2 separate regions of the Hordeum vulgare genome follow, and region 2 is linked to region 1. A link is a contact called in public Hi-C data. All regions are on one chromosome and are shown on one strand. The core of a region is the stretch at or near the end of the contact, and the rest is flanking DNA. Distances in the headings are between cores, read along the strand shown.

Region 1 (2,830 bases), core at 248-2,747:
GATTAGGGCCTCTACAACGATGACCCCAAAATCTGACATGGTATCCACCCGCTGATCAATGGGATCAGTCCAGGGGCAGAGATGCTGGAAGGAGCCATCCAACGCTTATTCCCTAATAATCCTCATTTGTTCGGTTGAGAGGAGAAAGGGAGACCAGGCATGTGGTTGATTTTGGTTTGATATGTGCGGTTGAAAGGATAAGAAGAAGAGAAGATAAAGAAAGAAGTACCATATGTTTGCTTTTTGTTGGTATAGTGGATGTGTGGATCGCTCCCAAACTAGCCGCAAATTTGTTTCCGGTATACCGGATATCAAACATGCAGGCTAATCTGCATATACTTTAGGGACTAAGAGCATCTATAATCGGAACTTGTAAATCCGATCCCTCAAACGCCTGTGGGCATGGACGTGTCCGTTTTAAATCCTTACTTTTTCGTTTGCGTAGCCGCATCTTTCATATTTTTTTTCATATGTCCTGTCATTTGCACGTGATTGATGGAGAAGAAGACATAGAAAGAAAAGAATGAATAAAGAAAGATAAAAGATGGTCCAAGATGGGGTCGCTCTTACATGACAGACTGACCGGGTGTGTCCAGACGCGTTCACGAGCCTTATATCATTCTCATATTTGAGATGCATATGAGGGATGCCGGTCATGCCAAGTGCTTGAGATGAGTACGAAGGGTCCGACTGGGCTAATTTTTATGACTGGACGGGCTGCCCGGACGTTTGAGACGGGTTTAAAGGGTAGATGCTCTAAATTAGACGACACAAGTGATACGAACATCAAACATATACATTAGGTTTGAGGGGTCCGCCTTGAAGATGCCCATAGTAAGGCTTGTTACCATTTTGTATATGTGTGTGTATGGATCTTAGTTGAAGAACACAAGTTAATAAATACAAAACAAAATTGACATACGTCCCTCAAATATGACATGCCATTTACTAGCATATATAGAGGGTAATACATTTTCCAAGATTGCCTTTGATCATTAATAAAACTAGTAACATACTCCCTACATTCATATATATAGATGACCTAATACGTTTCTCAAGGTTGTTTTTGACCATTGATAAGATTAATAATACACAAAGGTTAAAAAAAGACCTAGTGCACAATAAGATTATTGTTCTCATTATTGCCGGTAAAAAAAATGTCCATCGTTATTGTAGTCCCAGACTCTCTGGGTTTCTATGTTAAGGTAGCTCAGATCCAACGGTTATGATCTGAGATGCTGCTCCATAGTTTGGCCTTGGCAGGTCCAGGAACAGTGCAAGGGCTGGAGATACAGTAAACGGCAAATCAGCCGAAACATATTCTGTCTTCAGTCGTCTAATGATTAGGCGGTCCCGTTGGTCACAGATCCGGTCCCGTGAGGATAAAGTGATAAACCGACCGGTCAGAACAAAATGGCCGGCACAAAGATACAGTAGATCACGTGCCACGGCACAGTCGCACAGGCGTCCGTCTGAGCCTCTGAGCAAACGGCCGGCACCGAGACACACAAGGTCACGTGCCACGGAACAACCGCAGACCACTTTGGACGTGTTTGGTTGCATTCCCTATCTAGCATGATTGTTTTCATCTAAGACATGGTCAGTGTAAACATGCTGAATAGATGCATTTGTTATTGTTTGTTAGTAATGTATGTGTCGATACATGCTGAGGTGAGACTTTGTTTGGTAGAAAGAAGGAGGAAGAGGTGCACTACGAGGGAGGAAGAGGAGGGCCGACGGGGCGTGGGGAGGGAGAGGACCAAGCCGCCGGGGCACGGGAGGGGCGCGGCACGGCGTGGTTGCCGTCGGAGCGCGGCACGACGGGGCGAGGACGAGGCTGTCGGGGCTCGGGAGGGATGCAACGGGGAGCGGACGAGGCCGCTGCTGGGGCTCGGGAGGGGCGTCGCGCGGCGAGGCACGAGCAAGGCCGCCGTCGGGGATCGGGAGGGGCGCGGCGCGACTGGGCGAGGGCGAGACCGCCGGGGCTTGGGAGGTGTGCGGCGCGATTGCTCGAGGGCGAGGTCGCCGGGGCTTGGGAGGTGTGCGGCGCGATTGCTCGAGGGCGAGGTCGCCGGGGCTGGGCAGGGGCGTGGACGAGGCCGCTGCCGGGGCTCGGGAGGGGCGCGGGCGAGGGCGAGGCGGCCAGGGCGGATGAAGGCAGCTATACTCTCCTCGGCTCGCCTCCGTGGGGGTGTTGGACTCAGCTATGTTGATGCCCTTTTTTACATCAGTTGATGCATGTTCTTCTTGATTCATACACTCTATCAAATAATAAAAAATAGGTTGAAAAGAAAACTTTTAAGTTCATGCATCCTCCGTGAAAGCTATCAAACACGCCCTTGGGCTCTTTGTGAGAGGAAGAGGAAAACGGGTGGCATGGCACCGAGACACGCCTTGCTAGTTGCTACGTGTGCGTGCGCTGCAGCCTCGTGGCGAGCTGACCTCGTCGCTCGTCGCGGGGATGGACTCATGGCGCTCACGATGGTAGTACGAATTACCTCATCTCCAGCAAGGAATGTGCACATCCTGCAGTCGCCATCGCACGCCGGTGCAATTTCTTAGAGCGTCGTGCGCTCAGCTCGCCTTGTGCGCTTCCGGCAGGGAATGATTTACGCAGCGGTCTCCGTGGTTTTGTAACGCCGAAAACGGGTCTCTTTCAGCGACCGAGTTGAGCGAGAGCTACACATCAGCTTGATCGGGTCGACGTCAGAGGCAGACGGTGAAGACACCATGTGTTCATAGTTGTTGCTGGCTTCGCCGAAGCGTCATCTCGACCGACGTCTTGGTAACGCGACCGGTCTAGCGTGGACCCTCTCCTCCTTCCCAGGCC
Region 2 (2,830 bases), core at 133-2,632, 42 kb before region 1:
TGGGGTTTATGATGACCATGGCGGTGGTGTTCTTGTCGGCGATGGATTCCAGCGAGTCGATGTCGATCTCCCACCCCTTGTCGGGGATGAGGTCGAAATGCCGGACCTCCAGCCTGTTGAACGCGGCGCGCGCCTCGTAGTTTGGATAGCCTGGCCTGGGGAGCAGAATGTTGGCGCCGGCGGTCTGGGCCAGCACCGGGATTATGACCTCGATCGCCTGGGTCCCGCCGGCGGTGAGGAAGACGTCGTCGGCCGATAGCCTGTACGGCACGCCCTGCGACAGGTGCTCTGCCACGGCGCTGTGTTTTTTTGTTTTGTTTGGTATAAGGTGGGAGAAGGTCAGATTTCTCAAGGGCGCGTAGGGAGGAGGAAGGAACAGTGGACGGACGGACACGTGAAAGCGGCACATGCGCATGCATGGATTGCCGCGCGACACGACACGCGAAAAGGAAATTGTTCTTGTGTTGTTGTTGTTGTTACCTTCGTGCGGCGGGGAGGCCGACGCCGGCGGGGTAGCAGTTGAACTGGCCGGTGCGCAGCGCGGCGGCGACGGCGTCCTCGGCCTCGACGGCCGTGCGGAAGGCCGGGAACACGGACGGGTCCCCGTGGGCCAGCGGCAGCACGGGCCGCGGCCCCTTCTCCTGCACGCTCGCGCTGATCTTGTACCGTATCGCCCGGATGCTCATGTTCGCCCCCGTCGCCGCCAGCACGCCGTCCTTGGCACCCGCGAAATTCCACTCCACCGCCTCCTCCTCCTCTGCCGCCGCCGCCGCATGCCCGTTGCTCTCGCCGTTCGCCGCGGTGTCCTCGGCATGCCCGTTGCTCTCGCCGTTCGCGTCGGCGGCCTCAGCATGGCCGTTGCTCTCGCCGTGGCCGTTGGTCTTGCCGTTCGCAGTGGCCTCGCCGTGGCCGTTCGCAGTGGCCTCGGCATGGCCGTTGCTCTTGCCGTTCGCGTCGGCAGCCACGCCATGGCCGTTGCTCTTGCCGTTCGCGTCGGCAGCCACGCCATGGCCGTTGCTCTTGCCGTTCACGGCGGCAGCCACGCCATGGCCGTTGCTCTTGCCGTTCGCGGCTGCGGCCACGGCAAGGCCGTTCGCGGCGACTCCGTCGCTCTGGCGTACGGTGGCCATGAGGAAACGGGTAGGAGGAGAAGGAGGAGGAGGAGTACTACTAGACTACACCAGGAATACTACTAGTAGCGGTAATAGGAAACGAGTTGGGGACGGATTGAGTAGCGGTGATTGACGGTCCTATATAGCCGTTGCTCTGACCGCACACGAACCGGGGCCGGCAGCAAGAAGCACGCACGCGCGCACGCTCTGGCACGCTCTGGCACGCCGCTGCCAGCTGACGGGCGTGGCCGTTGCGGCCTGCCACCATTATCCCCGGCATATTTTCGGCGCCTCGCTTTGGTTCTATGCACGTACTCTACCCAACCCAGCACACCATCATCTATCCCTCTTTAATAATTTGGGAGAAAAAGATAAGCGGATCGGGACGCAGGAAGCATGATGCTTCTCGACTCGACTCACCCAATGCTGATTGGGTTCAGTTAGTGACACCCACTCAGCTCCGCTCATCACAAAGCATGCATCGCTCAACTCTCCTGCAGTCCGCTGCACGCAGTTTTCTTGGCAGTGCCGGCAGACATCATGCTAAAAAAACACTCTACCTAACTCGGTATCGCCATTCGCCAAGCCAGTGAGGGATGACACACAGGGCACATGCCATCTCTTTCTTTCGTTTGATAGCTAATCATACCATTGCAATGGGATCGCAATGACTAAATAAATACTAAAGATGGACTTTACTACTTTAGTTGCTAATTCAACCAACACTTTCTTTAGAAACAGTCAGCATTTATCGACTTACCGAAGAAGTGATTTCATTTGGTAAATCGATAAGTGCGAGAAATCGGAGGTGAAAGGAAAATACTTCAGACATTGAGAAGGAAAGTGGGGAGGTAAATACTGGTGGTGAAATAGCAGACACCACGTCCTTCTTTTTGATATGAATAGAGAAAGAAAATATGAAAAGGGGGTAATGTTATCTTGCGAAGATATGCTGTGAGGGGGATGGCAAGCCAACGCTTTTTTCCTGGCAGTTTTAGTTGCTCACCGGAAACGGCGGCAGTTTCAAACCGAAATTGTCTTCTTCTAAATAAACCGCCAATTGTTCTGAGAAAGTTGACATTCCTTCAAAACGCCACCCCCTTCTACAAACTTTCGCCAGCTAAGACGGGTCCTAAAAAAAAGTGTAGCATTTGCTTTGGTAGGTCGTCTAATTAATTCAACTCCATCCGTTCCTAAATATAAGTCTTTATAGAGATTCCATTAGTAGACTACATACGGATGTATATAGACATACTTTAGAGTATATATTCACTTATTTTGCTTCGTATGTAGACTCCCAGTGAAATATCTTAAAATACTTATATTTAGGAACGGAGGGTGTAATTTGTTTTCAAAAATAATAATTATACTTTCTCTGTATTTTTAACACAGTACAATTAAAGTTGCTCATATACACGAACATATAGTCACTCCCTATGAACGCATGCACACACATCCTATCCTTACGAGGATCCTCGAAGTGCCGAAACATCATCAACACACATCGTTCGAAGGCCTGAAATAAATTCAGAAAAATCGTAAGCATCAATATCAAGTCTAGGACCTGAACCCTGATGGTAGGGGATACCATTGCCCTTTCAACCATTCAATCATAGATTCTATTTTATCAGTTACTTCCTCTGTAATGAAATGTAAAAAATAATTAGATCACTAGATATAAGATGGAGATTGCTGATGTTTTTTTTCTTTCTTTGACA

The links. Hi-C and Micro-C count contacts between places; a contact is called where the count stands out from the background.
Region 2: a contact with region 1 is called in a Hi-C map of seedling, with 6 times the contacts expected there. The contact joins the promoter of LOC123445116 here to the enhancer-like site in region 1. A contact is called at or near these places in 3 of 6 Hi-C or Micro-C datasets (leaf and seedling).

The regions. Positions count from the first base shown.
Region 1 is chr1H:458,818,923-458,821,752 of MorexV3_pseudomolecules_assembly, reverse strand. No RefSeq gene overlaps it. Among protein-coding and RNA genes, the nearest start is that of LOC123445106, 23 kb to the right of the region's middle. Within about 2 kb of position 1,497, at least 2 of the 3 cell types and tissues checked have open chromatin away from gene starts, as enhancers often do. A contact at or near this core is called in seedling, where this site is marked.
Region 2 is chr1H:458,860,345-458,863,174 of MorexV3_pseudomolecules_assembly, reverse strand. LOC123445116 (nicotianamine aminotransferase B) reads right to left here and starts at 1,382. Exons shown (of 7, transcript XM_045122054.1): 1 at 481-1,382; 2 at 1-299. The coding sequence starts at 1,130.